Regions from separate parts of the Macaca mulatta genome. Here region 2 is linked to region 1. A link is a contact called in public Hi-C data. All regions are on one chromosome and are shown on one strand. Each heading gives the region's core, a stretch centred on a gene start, on an enhancer-like site or on the middle of the called end of the contact. The rest is flanking DNA. Distances are from core to core; before and after follow the strand shown. Region 1 holds the start of ZNF507 (zinc finger protein 507). Region 2 holds the start of DPY19L3 (dpy-19 like C-mannosyltransferase 3).

What was found. Hi-C and Micro-C count contacts between places; a contact is called where the count stands out from the background.
Region 2: a contact with region 1 is called in a Hi-C map of liver, with 2.6 times the contacts expected there. The contact joins the promoter of DPY19L3 here to the promoter of ZNF507 in region 1. A contact is called at or near these places in 4 of 14 Hi-C or Micro-C datasets (CD4 T cells, blood, cortical neurons and 1 more).

Annotation. Positions count from the first base shown.
Region 1 is chr19:43,629,928-43,637,012 of T2T-MMU8v2.0, forward strand. ZNF507 (zinc finger protein 507) reads left to right here and starts at 3,992. Exons shown (of 7, transcript NM_001260941.1): 1 at 3,992-4,150; 2 at 5,607-5,700.
Region 2 is chr19:43,687,350-43,694,434 of T2T-MMU8v2.0, forward strand. DPY19L3 (dpy-19 like C-mannosyltransferase 3) reads left to right here and starts at 2,866. Exons shown (of 19, transcript XM_077982051.1): 1 at 2,866-3,412; 2 at 6,064-6,203. The coding sequence starts at 6,101. It overlaps LOC144337368 (a long non-coding RNA gene), which reads right to left and starts at 3,370. Exons shown (of 3, transcript XR_013410410.1): 1 at 2,834-3,370.

The sequences.
Region 1 (7,085 bases), core at 2,742-5,241:
TTGGCAACTTACTCGAGGCACTGTCTTCAGTGTTCCCAAAATGTAAGCAGTGCTCCAGTTCAACTTGTAAAGCACTATGTGTCATCAAATTCCATGGTGACTTTAGGAGATACGGAGACCTATGATACTTGTAGGAGAAGCGAAACCTTTAGCCTCATCAACTAATTAATGGCCTCAAAGTAAAATAATGAGGTGTGTGGAGATAGGGATTCAGTTACCGGGTCATCCCTCATCTGGAGACACAATCAGATTCCACTGAATAGGCGCTAGATAACTGAGTAAGCGAGTTTCCTATCTATAATACTAAATCTTACTAGGATTGTTTAATTAAATCATGATAAATAACACTCTGTGGCAGGTGAGAGGTGCTGAGAAGAGTTTAGGTGAGATGTCCACAAGTTCAGTGGAACTACATCTGAACGCCTTTGCATTCTTCTGACTTAAAAATGGTGACTGTAATTTTCCAGCAAATTCTTTTCTAGGAAAAACAAATACTGAGGTTCTGTGTCCCAGGCTTTTTGAAGTTGACTTGGTTTTTCTATCAGATTCTGCACTGTATACTTTCTCAGTCTTCAGGAATTAAGGCCCTAATTCTTTCATTATCATTCCTTTCTGCCTATAATGATTTCTTCTTAATGGCTCTGGCTGTTGCAGGTACATCAGAGTAGGGAGTGGGTATCAGTGGCTGTGTCATGCTACAGTAACAAACAGAGTTCTCAAAGAACTAACATTAGAATTACCATTCCACCCAACAATCCCACTACTGGGTGCATACCCAAAGGAAGATAAATCATTTTACCGAAAAGACACCTGCACTCCTATATTTACTGAAGCACTATGCACAATTGCAAAGACACGGAATCAACCGAAATGCCCATCAATGGTAGACTGGATAAAGAAAAAGCAATACATATTAACAGCAAGGAATACTATGCAGCCATAAAAAAGAACAAAATCATGTCCCTTGCAGCAACATGGATGCAGCTGGAGGCCATTATCCTAAGCAAATTAATAGAGAAACAGAAAGCCCAATACTGCATGTTTTCACTTATAAGTGGGAGCTAAACATGGGGTATACATGGACATAAAGAAGGGAAAAATGAACACTGGGGACCCCAAAATGGGAGAGGCATGGACGGGGGAAAGCTTTGAAAAACTACCTGTAGGGTACCATGTTCACTATTCGGGTGAGGGAATCAATGGAAGCCCATATCTCAGTATCACGTAATATACCATGTAACAAATCTGCACATGGACCTCCCAAATCTAAAATTGAAGAAAAGGAAAAAAAAAAAAAAAAAAGGCCAGGCCAGGTGTGGTGGCTCACGCCTGTAATCCCAGCACTTTGGGAGGCCAAGGTGGGTAGATCATCTGAGGTTGGGAGTTTGAGATCAGCCTGGCTGACATGGTGAAACCTCGTCTACTAAAAATACAAAATTATCTGGGAGTGGTGGCATGCACCTATAATCCCAGCTACTCAGGAGGCTGAGGCAGGAGAATCGCTTGAACCCAGCACGGGGAGGTTGCAGTGAGATGGAATCGCACCACTGCACTCCAGCCTGGGCCACAGAGTGAGACTCCGTCTCAAAAAACAACAACAAAAAATCAGCTCCAAAATCATCAGAGACTTGCTCACCCTACATATCCACCACCATGGGTCAGCTGGGGACTTAGTTCATCGTTGTCCCTCTAAGATGCTGGCTGACGGGGTGGCCGCCACCTGAAACATTGCCAGTCATCAAGGCCAAAGGGAAATGTATTCTGGAGGGAACTGCACTGGCAATTAAATGCTCCAGCATGAAGGGAATGCCCTCACTCCCACACACCATCCATTCACCAACACCAGTACTGGCCACACCCCCAAGCCACAGGGCCAAGAAGTTCTATCTAACCTTATGCCAGAAGAGGGACAATGGGAACTAGCTGGTGAATACCAGTAATGACCACCACAGGAACTTCAGACAAAGATACACTTTAGTTCGCTTGTTGTAGAAGTTCTTTATTTCCCTGGATTATATTATACTGTTTCCGCACTCTCCCTTGATCAAATAATTCTGTCATTTCGTCTACCTACTTTCAGATTCATGGACATTACACTTAAGACATGAGTAATGAAAAGGCTCTCTTCAGATAATGATAAGCTAAGATGGTTTGTGCCAATAGCCCTAGGGAAGGAATTGTTCATCTTACTTGTTTGTTCTCCCTTTCAACACTTCGTATTTCTGGTTTTCCTTGACTGTTTTTTCCTTCCACCCTTCTATGCTAGTCTCCTGCTCAATCTCTTACCTTTTATTGAAAAAAAATTACTCGACATTTTATTTTTATTTCTTCATAGCTCTTTGGTCTAATTGGCAAAGGATTCTGTGGAACGGCAGAATTCTAACTTTGCGGACGGGTGCGGTGGCTCACGCCCATAACCCCAGTACTTTGGGAGGCTGAGGCAGGTGGATCCTGAGGTCAAGAGATCAAGACCATCCTGGCCAATATGGCGAAACCCCATCTCTACTAAAAATACAAAAAAATGGCCGGGGGCGGTGGCTCACGCCTGTAATCCCAACACTTTGGGAGGCCGAGGCGGGCGGATCACGAGGTCAGGAGATCGAGACCATCCTGGCTAACATGGTGAAACCCCATCTCTACTAAAAATACAAAAAGTTAGCCGGGCGTGGTGGCGGGCGCCTGTAGTCCCAGCTACTCGGGAGGCTGAGGCAGGAGAATGGCGGGAACCCGGGAGGCAGAGCTTGTGATGAGCCGAGATCACACCACTGCACTCCAGCCTGGGTGACAGAGACTCCGTCTCAAAAAAAAAAAAAAAAAGAAAGAAAAAAATTAGATGGGCCTGGTGGGGCACGCCCTGTAGTGCCAGCTACTGGGGAGGCTGAGGCAGGACAATCACTTGAACCTGGGAGGCGGAGGCTGCAGTGAGCCGAGATTGCGCCACTGCACTCCAGCCTGGGGAGAGAGTGAGACTCTGTTTCAAAAAAATAAAAATAAAAATTCTAACTTTGCTGGTTTCCTAACCCCCAAATTCAGATGAATTTGTATTCCGAAATACAGTAACAGGAATTATCAGCCTTTCTGATTCTAAATTTTGTTGGCTCTTCCTCCCAGGACCGTGGACAGCCCAGCCAGCTGTAAAGGCTTCTAAAAGATCTGGAATAGATCCCCAAGAGGTATCTCACCAAACGAGTCCATTCCATTACAATGGCCAGAATCTTCAGTTTTACTTCCTTGCTCATGTCCACCGCTCACCCGGAGTCCAGAACCAAGCACCACGCTGAGTAGTTCCTAATACGGCAAAACTATCCAGCATTTTTGGTGAAATTGGTTGGAAAGCTTCACTCAGTCCGTTTTTCACTGTTAGCAGGGGAACCACCCTAGTATCTTTCATAAAACAGATCCGAATGACAAACACCATCGTGCCCTCGGAGGGCTGAGGTTGTGTTACTGGCTCTGGTCCTACAAACCCTGAAAATTCTGAATCTCTCAAGCAAAGAGATTTCCCCCCCAGCCCTTGTCCTTAACAGGCACCCCTTAAAGCCAAGCTGCGAATCTGGCTAGGACCTCTATATTTTAGCCAAGAACACCTCAAAATGTACAGTCCTACCAAAAGAACTAATACAAATCTAGAAGCACAAGTCTAAAGAAAAAAAAAAAAACAATGCTCATTGTTGAAAACCAATTGCGGGGTGAGTGGGGTGATAAGGCTAGCCCAGAGCGGATTTAGGCGACATGGGGAGATGCCAAAGTGAATACAAGGTGACTTCTAAACCTAGACGTCTGGAAGGGGCCGTAAGAGCCAGACAACTGGGCCTGAACCCCGCCTGAGAGCCGGGATTTGCAAGGGCCTAAGCCGCCTAGGAAGCCTCCCTCTCGCAGGTCCAGCCTCAGCGGCCCGGGATGCCCGGGGGCGGGGCCTGAGCCTCGCCCCGCCCCCGCTGCCCGCCATTCGGGTCACCTGACCCACTGGCGGCTCACGTGATCCATCCCCAGCGCCGCCATTTTGGAGCTCCGGATGAGGAGGGGGAAAGCGGGGGAAAAGAGGGAAAAGAGCCGGGAGAGAGGTGGGCAAGGACGAGGGCGAGGGCACGGCCGGGTCCTGGCTGGCCAAACGAGGCTCGCGGAAGCAGCAGCCGCCGCCTGACCGCAGGTACCGCGCCCCGGGGCCGCCCCTCCGCCCGCTGTTAGCGCCGCCGCCGGCCATGTGCATCCTCCCCTCAGGCCTCTGCCGGCGCTCGCTTCCTCCTCAGCCGGCCGAGCCCCTCCCGGTGCTAGCCACAAGCCCCAAGTTCCGTGTCCCGGTTCTGTCTTCTGTGCAGCAAGGCCTGCGGAGACTCCGGGCTTGCCCTGCAGCTGGGGGTGGGGGGAACCCGCTGCTCCCCGCATACTGTCACCAGCCCTGCCCGCTTGCAGGCCCGCCCGCAGGCGTTGCTTCCTTCTGCGGACGTGAGATCGTTTAGGCCAGCCGGGATGGACCCAGCAGCGATGTTCTCACAGCATCTTTTGATTAATTTTCTAAGCCCCCTCATTCCCCACCCATCACCTCAGTCCTTTAGCCAGTGCGTGGTGTAGAAAAAGCTAGTACGGAAACGCAGTCCTGGTCTTCTGCATTTATTACCGTCCTCTGGAGATAGAATGATATCTCCAGAGATCACGGAGACCATCAGGGAAAGTTCCCACCTCTTAAGACCTGGGGCATCGGAATGAATGGTTTGTGTAGAAGGCCGGGATGATTAATAAGGTGGAGGCCACTTTCCCAACCCCAAGGCGGTCTTTTTAAGTTTCTGCAGTGGGCTGTAATTTGCTATCAGTCTGCATCGCTCTTCTCAGGCAATTACTGGATTTATCACCTCTTCGAGTTTGCACTTCCTCCAGTACTCTGCTCTCACTCAGAGTATGGCTTGCGTTATTGATTAAAAGAAAGCCTGGCCCTTCATTCCTTTACCTCACTAACTCGTTGAAAATTAACTTCAGGGGAGCCCTAAAGATGTTTTTTCTGCCCTGGCAGTGAGCTATTTTACTTAACTGTAATCGATAAGGTAGTTGCATTGTAGGTGAAACGAATAAGCATTTTTTTATCTTTTAGATTTATTCTAGCCAGTATAAGAAACAGTGGCAAAGAAATGTAGGACCAGAGTAGGAAACTGCATTAGAAGATATATAGGTCACACCACTGTGTCATATCTTTTTACGCTGTTTTTCTGCCTATTGTGCTTGCAAAATTTGCAGAATCACTCGTTAGATTGTGTTTTTAGTTTAGATTAAAATAGCAATGTGCAATTTATTGTTCCATTCTCATTAGAAAATGGTGTCAGTAAAAGCAATCGTGTAGAGTCCAGTACGTAAATTCTGAGGTAAAACAAAATACACAATTATTGGGAGAAGTTTCTAGAGCTATTTTTTCCTAACTTTTGCAAAACCCTCAAGTCGGCTTGTTAGATAAATTATTTAAATTTGCATTACGTAATGGGGTTGCATGAACATTCCTCTGAATTTCTTTTTACATGGAATATTGAGACATTTTTCACTGCCAAAAAAAATCGTTACTTTGTTTCACCAAGAAAGAGAAATGTTTTGATACTATATACTTTCGTTCTTGGCCACAGCTGGATTTTGAAGATTGATCCAAGGGACTGTGTTAATTTCAGGAATTGATTTGAAAGACACTGGCTCTGCCACTTAACAGCCATGTAACCTTGGGTAAGTCACTTAAACCACACTGAGTGTTTCCTTATTTATAAGATTGTATAACCCACCTAGCCTGTCCCAAAGAGTTATGAGGATCAGATACCACTAACATGTTTGATAGAGCCTAGCTGTAAGGAGCTGTTACTCTTTTCAGTATTGGTATTTTGTACATGTTTAGTCTCATTGAGAATTAAGAGGAAAATTGGTGTATTAGAGAAAGCATGGCTTTAGAATGAGATTGGCCTGGATTCCTGTTCTTAAACCAGTTACCACTTTGTGTCTGTGAGTCTCAGGTTCCTCATCTGCAAAAAAAAAAAACACAAAATTTGAATATTACACAGAATCTACAGAGGCATTACTCCCTAGACTTGCACCTCATGGGCGAGGATTTCCTCAGTCATTTTTGTAGTCTCCAGCACTCTGGTTGGCACATTATAGGTGCTCAATAAATGATAGTAAATCTGAATATTGGTTAATGTTAGTTAGACCTTATGTCTTCATTGCAGCTGCCAAATTAGAATATTCTCTCAGGCTATGTGCCAACTAAGAAACTCTAGACTATGAAACTCCGTATACTTGTGATATTTATACTCATTTTTTTCTTAGTGGTAATTAATAATTACCTTGGACTCAGAAGATTTTAAATCAGATAAATTATAGCCAATATAGTGAGTTAAATCTATAAATAATGTGTAAGCAGTTTCCAGGTAACTTTATAGACAGTTTATAATTCAGGGACCTGAAAGTTCATCTAGCTTCACCCTCTTGTTTTACATCTGAGCAATCTAAAACTCACAGAGACAGTGACTTGCCTAAGGTCACACAGCTAATTGAGGGCACTTTAGGGGAGGGACCCTTGAGCTTATGTCCCCTGCCTTCTTTTGGCTGGAGCAAAATAAATGTGTCATATTTTAGAATTACAATAATCTGGAAGAATGGGGAATTTATTGGCCATTACTTCTATAGCACAATTTTTTTTTTTTTTTTCATTTTGGAAAAAAATTCTTGTTCTGAAAGAGAAGGTTCTTTTGTATTGTATTGTACTGTTCTTCATATATACACAGAAAATTATAGCCTTTTCTCCAGGCCCAGATAGATTGTTCACCTTGATTTTACTCATGATAACCATACTACTGTAACTATAAGGAACTAATTAGATACACAAATCACCAAATAGCAAATTATAAGGAAATGAAGACAACTGAAATAATTTGGCTCCTAACTTTTTGTGAGAAAGATATTAATTAGAAGCGTTTGCCTGTGGAATACTGTTGTCAAGGAAAGATTTGAGAGAGTTGGTGGAAAGGGTTATAGAACTTTTCTGGTTTGGGATAAAACTTTTATTACTTACTTATTTGTAACAATTTAATATATTTAATGTTGTTATGTCTAAACAT
Region 2 (7,085 bases), core at 1,616-4,115, 56 kb after region 1:
TGTAATCCCAGTACTTTGGGAGGCTGAGGCTGGTGGATCACTTGAGGTCAGGAGTTTGAGACCAGCCTAGCCAACATGGTAAAATCCCATCTCTACTAAAAAGACAAAAATTAGCCAGGTGTGGTGGCGGGCTCCTCTAATCCCAGCTTCTTGGGAGGCTGAGGCAGGAGAATCACTTGAAGCTGGGAGATGGAGGTTGCAGTGAGCCGAGATCGCGCCACTGCATGCCAGCCTGGGTGACAAAGCTAGACTCCACCTCAAAAAATTAAATAAAATGAACATTGTATTTCAGACAGGAAAAAGCCAGTAACACAGAAGAACTCACACCCTTGGGATCCCAAGAAAAGATCCATGGGAAGGATGTAATGAACGGTGTTAATGACTTCTGGTGCAGTGCTTCTCAAAGTGTGATGTACATATAAATGAACTGGGGGTCATCTTAAAATGCAGATTTTGGCTACACAGGTCTTGGGTAGGACCTGAGACCCGGCATTTCTCAGATGACCCCAGGTGATGCCCATGCTGCATAACCCACAGACCGCATGTTGAGTAACAAGGTTCTGCTGTGGTTCCCTAACTTTTCTGAGAACAGAATTATCTGGAAAACTTCTGTATTGGTCCATACAGCTATACATACTGCTCTGAAGAATACTGCTGTAAAGAATGCCCAAGACTGGGTAATTTAAAGGAAAGTTGTTTAACTGACTCACAGTTCAGCGTGGCTGAGGAGGCCTCAGGAAACTTACAATCATGGCAGAAGGCAAAGGGGGAAGCAAGGCACTTTCTTCATAAGGAGGCCGGAAGAAGTGCTGAGCGAAGAGGCAAGAGCCCCTTATAAAACCATCACATCTCGTGAGAACTCACTATCACGAGAACAGCATGGGGGAAGCTGCCTCCATAATTCAATTACCTCCACCTGGTCTCTCCCTTGAACGGTGGGGATTATGGGAATTACAATTCAAGATGAGATTTGGGTGGGGACATAAAGCCTAACCATATGAACTTCTTAAAGATTAGTGGTCCCCTAGCCCTACAGATTCTAAATTCAGTAGGCGTGGGGTAGGACCTGACAACGTGCATTTTTTTTTTTATTATACTTTAAGTTCTAGGGTACATGTGCACAACGTGCAGGTTAGTTACATATGTATACATGTGCCATGTTGGTGTGCTGCACCCATTAACTCGTCATTTACATTAGGTATATCTCCTAATGCTATCCCTCTCCCCTCCCCCCACCTCACAATAGCCCCTGGTGTGTGACGTTCCCCTTCCTGTGTCCAAGTGTTCTCATTGTTCAATTCCCACCATGAGTGAGAAAATGCAGTGTTTGGTTTTCTGTTCTTGCGATAGTTTGCTAAGAATGATGGTTTCCGATAACGTGCATTTAACCTCCCAAGTGATGGTGACAGTGACGCTGCAGATCCCCAGACCACACTTTTGAGATGCACAGCACAAGTATTGCTGGCCCTGGCAGAGACAACCAGGGAGACCATTTAGGCTTCTAAACCTACTGCACACCAGAAGTCTTCCTCTACACCACCACTGCAGTCACAGTCCATTACTGGAGCCCATTCCTTTTACATTTCCTCTCTGGCTCCTGGCTCATATGGCCAGAAGTGTGAGCGAGGACCTACACTCATTACCCATCACCTCCATCGTTACTTTATCAGAACCAAAGACTAATTCTTAATTGGCTTATTCTCCCCAAGACTTACTCTCAGCAGTAGGTCCTACTTAGGAAAAGTCTCAAAGCTTTATCTTGCTTAGGAATGTCCTTTCATAGTATTAAAACAAGCAGCTGCTGCTGAATTCTACTTTCTTTTTAAGCGATGATGTTTCACAATGGTCACATTTCCCCCAGAGTGAAGAGAAAAAAAAAAAAAACCTATACAGTAAGAGGGAAATCCTATTTAAGGGGGACTCAATTCACCTACGTATTGATGAAGCAGACAAATGTACATAAAGTCATCTTAACATGACAGATAATAAACATACAGTCCTTGCCCTCAAGCCAGGCGACAGAAAAGCTACCAACCACCAGGTTGAAACAAGACAAATGTCATCTGAAAAAACAGCTGCATTTGTTTCTATCGAAGTCTTCCAGCAGATACCTTAATATCTTCGCACAGAATGTGTGCTCTTTACTAACAACCGACACACAAAGGAGGACGATCTCCAGCAGAGGTGACTAGGAAAGGCTTCCTGGATGGAGTAATTTAGTTTGGAGTCAGACCAATGAGCGCCTTTTCAAGGGTGGAGGTCCCAGATGGCCATTCCTTTAACAAAAATCAATTAACATGTAAAGTATATGCTGACAAATAAAACGTTTGATGGGCCCAGTGCAGTGGCTCAAGCCTGTAATCCCAACATTTTGAGAGGCTGAGGCAGGCCTGCCTCAACTCAGGAGTTTTAGACCAGACTGGGCAACACAATGAGACCCCATCTCTTCAAAAATTAAAATGAATCTCAGCTACTCAGGAGGCTGAGGAAGCAGGGTCACTTGGGTGCACGGGACTAAGGTTGCAGTGAGCTATGATCACACCACTGCACTCCAGCCTGGACGACAAAGCAAGACCCTCGTCTCTACGAAAAATTTAAAAATTAGCCGGGCATAGCAGTGCGAGCCTCTGGTCCCAGCTACTCGGGAGGCTGAGGCGGGAGGATTGCTTGAGCCCAGGAGGTCGAGGTTGCAGTGAGCCGTGATAGCACCATTGCACTCCAGCCTGGGCGACAGAGAGCCTCATCTCTAAAAAATAATTTCAAAAAAGGTTCCATTTAGTGTTTTTCGTGGTGTGACTAACAAAGGTATCTAGAAATATAGCACAGTCACTACCTGCTCTCAAAAAGCGGCTGCCAATCTAGTTTGGAGACAGAAAAATATACCCAAGTGAGAACACAGAGGAGTCTATTTTGTGAAAAGGGGCGTCTTTGGAGACGAAAATCCCTCTCTGCGGGACGCTGACGGGCAGTCGTTAAAGGACTTCAGCGGCAATCGGGCACTGGGGCTTTGCCAAGGCTTGGAGGCGGCGCGCCAGGCCGGGCAACGCGGGAAGCGGGGCAGGCCCGAGTGGCCCTACTGCTGGCGTCCCTACCGATCCCTGCGCATCCGCCACACAGCAGGGGACGGCAGGAAGGAGGAAGGATGGGAAGTCCCGTAAATCAGGCCCTCAGGGGCTCCCAGGCCCGCACCATTCCCAAACCCCGGGGGCCACCGCAGAGCCGCTGCTCCGGGCCGTGTGGCTCGAGGCGACCCTTCCTCGGAGTCGCCGGGCCCTCCTCTCCCGAGCCGAATCTCTAGCTCTGGCCTGAGGTGACCGGCGCCGCCGAGAGCAAACACAAGATTCGCACCCCGCTCCCCACGACAGCGGCTCCGCGGCGCCGCTCAGAGTCTCCGGAACAGACCAGACTCAAGGCAGGCCAGGCAAGCGGAAGTGTGCCGCTTCCTTCCGGCCAGCGCCGCACGAGACGGGGCGGGGATCCGCGGAAGGAGGCGGAGACTCCTGTTGACGAACAGCTCCTGGGGCCTATGGGCGCGGCCGCAGCCGCCAGGCCTCTCCGGCGCGCCCCCTCCCCGGGGCTGTCGACGCCCCCCAGCCCCTCATTTCCACAAAGCTCCGCGGCGGCTCTGCCCTCCTTGTCCCCGCGGCGCGCTGCGGCCCGTGGCGCTGCCCCGCTCCCGCCTAGCCCAGTCGGCCTCCTTCCCCTCCCGGAGCCGCGCGTGAGGACCGCTGAGACCGCAGGTCTGTGGCGGCGCGCGGGGACGCGCGGGGGAGGGTCCCCCGAGAGGGCGGGCGGCCGCCGGCGGAACACACGGCTACAGCTTTGAGCCCCTCAGGCCGCCCCGCCCCGCCGCGTGGCGCATTCGGGGGGCGCGGCCGCGGCGTCGGGGCGTCGGGAGGGGCGGAGCGCGGAAGTGTCAGCCGGGACGCGGGCCGGGCTGGACTCGGGAGGGACCAAGTTTGCGGAGCGGCTTCTGCGCGACGGCAGTGCGGCGAGGCAGGGCCTGGGCTGCGACCCCCAGGGCCGCTCGCCCGAACTTCCCGGCTGCCCCTGTCCTGGGAGACCTACCTGATGGGGACGCCAGGTGTGCAGGGGCGTGGCGCGTAGGTAAGCGGACCCGGTGCCTGCCTCACCCAGGGGATGCTCACTAGAGCGCTAGGCTTTTTAATTTTTTTTTTTTTAGAGACGGGGGTCTCGCTCTCTGGCCCAGGCTGGAGTGCAGTGGCGCGATCACGGCTCACTGCAACATCGAATTCCTGGGCTCAAGCGATTCTCCCACCTCAGCCTCTGGAATAGCTGGGACCACAAGCGTGCACCACCGCACCCGCCTAATTATTTTATTTTATTTTATTTTATTTTATTTTATTTTTATTTTTATTTTATTTATTGTATAGATAGGGTCTCGCCCTGTTGCCCAGGCTGGTCTCAAACTCTTGGTCAGAAGTGATCCTCCTGCCTCAACCTCCCAAAGCGCTGGAATTAACATGAGCCGCCTTGCTCGGCCAGCACTAGTCGTCCTTATTAATAAAGAATCGAGTCTGGTCCCTTTTCAGTCGCTTACAATGGCATTCCTTTTGATCTGATGGAGGAACTTTTTGTTTCATAGTTCATGGGACTATTGCAGTGCCTGACACATAATTGGTACTTAAATATGTGTTGGTTTTCTGCCTTACCATATTAGAATATATGAATTGTTTTAAAAAGTCCTTTCCCACTTAGGGAGGACTCTAGGATGAGGTCACATGGGGGATAAGCCCATCTGTGGCTGTAGGACTTTGTTAAACACGCTCTCTGTTCCAGGTTCTCCATTTCCAGTGCTTGAAAGCGCAGTACTTAAATCTGGCTTCCTGCTTTTTTATTTTTTATTTTTGGTATGAATGAATACATGAATTGTATAATGTTAGTTGGTTTGTTCTGTAGAGCAAGTTCCCCTTAGGAATTAATAAACTGTGGAAACAATCATGTCAGGCTACTAGTCACATTTGAGAAATAATTAGTAAGAGGCTGTTCATTATTCAGAGGAGTGAAGCAAGATGTTCTGGAGGACTAGAACCTGCTTACTCACTGCCACCACTCCCCCGCCTCCCACTTACTGCTGCCAAACCAGGCTCCTGCTCCCCGCAGTTACTCCCACCGACGCTCCCTGGGATAGCAGCTGCCCTGATTGGCACACCCCCGCAGTCATCACCACTGAGGCATATTCCTGAAGCTGCCAGTGTGAATTGTTTTATAGAACACTGGTGTTAAAATTCAGGTACCTGAGACAAAACAATATTTTAGTTCTTCAAAATCCGGTTGTCAACACATTTACTATGGAGTATCTCCCACGTGGCCACTTCTGTGGGAGGTACTGAAGACCTACTACCGCCTATGGAAGTAGAAAATAATACACAACTGTGTAATTACGTGACGCATTGCATGGTAACTGCTATGGCTCAGGGAGGGAGAAGATCAGCCAGAACTGGAATGTGCCAAGATGTTCTGGAAGAACAGCGTCTTGTGTGTGTTGCTCACCTGGTTTCGTGACTCCTGGCAGGGCCTGCTGTAGAGCACATGCTTCATGAATAAATATGATTGAGTCAAATAAATATTTATGTTTTGAGTGTAGCTTTGAAGGCCAGCAACGATTTAGATGGCAAGATCAAGGGCAGGCTGGGCAGAACGGCTCATGCATGTAATCCTAGCACTTTGGGAGGCCAAGGCGGGGAGGATCGCATGAGGCCAGGAGTTCACTACCAGCCTGGGCAAGATAGGAAGACCCCATCTTTACAAAAAATAATTAGCCTGGTGTGGTAGCACATTCCTGTAGCCCAGATACTCGGGAGGCTGAGATGGGAGGATCACCTGAGCCTGGGGAAGTAGAGGCTCCAGTGAGCCATGATGATGCCACTGCACTCCAGCCTTGGTGACAGTGAGACCCTGTCTTAGGGGGAAGAAAAAAAAAGATGGGAGGGCATGCGAATCGAGGGAAAATGGCATTAGTAAAGGCATTTCAGCATGGATGAGCACGGGGTGTGTTGGGGAGAAGGTACTGACGTTGATGGCCTGTTTATTTCTGTGTAGGAGTGATTGGGAGAACAATGCATGAAAGTCTGACATCATGATGTCCATTCGGCAAAGAAGAGAAATAAGAGCCACAGAAGTTTCTGAAGACTTTCCAGCCCAAGAAGAAAATGTGAAGTTGGAAAATAAATTGCCATCTGGTAGGTGATTTAAACTAAAGCAGCGATTTGGATTGCTTTTATTTCTGCATATTAAAATGTCACTCTCCAATAGGATAAAAATTTGTTGGGACCTGACAATTAAAACTTGTTCTAGTACCCTGATGTTCTAATTGCAATTTGATTGGATTGATTTTACAGTTATGATTTGACAAAAGATGAAAGAACGTTGATTAGAAGCATTTGTCAGCTGTCTGTTCATTAACTTATGGTTCTTCCAATCTCATCCATTGACTCTAGAGTAATGGTCCCCCATCCACACCCCAGAGTTTAGTCTATCTCTAATTTTTGTGGTCGTGTATACTGTTCACACCAGGCAGCCTTACCTTGGGTGAGTTTCTCATTTCATTAAAATAGTGAACGGTGGATCAACATTTTTTTAAATTCCTTATAATTTAGTCAAATACGTGAAGTTTTCTTTTGCTTTTTTTTTTTTCTTTTATTGATGGGAAAAGTAATCAGAACTTGGTCAGTTGTTTGTATAATGGTAAAGCTTGCTAAGTGATGCATCAAATAGCATTAACTTCTGTCTTCCTGAGTAGGTTTTATAACTAAAGCATGGTCAGGATTTTAAAAGTTAACATGAAAATCTTCATACCCATTAACCATTTTGGATATCTGACAGAATTTACATTATTTACAGCCATGTTAATTCTTACCAGCCAGGCTAGTAAAGCGATCTGTAATGGGAGGTCATGCCACCTGGCTCAGCCATTAGCAAGTAATCAATGCATTTTGGATAATAGTACTTTCTGAACACCTTAAACACTGCAAAGAAAGAAAAATACACTCCCATCCTGAAACTAACACCAATGACACTGTCTTGCTGTCTAAATGTCTTATTCTGCGTATGTATACCCATAA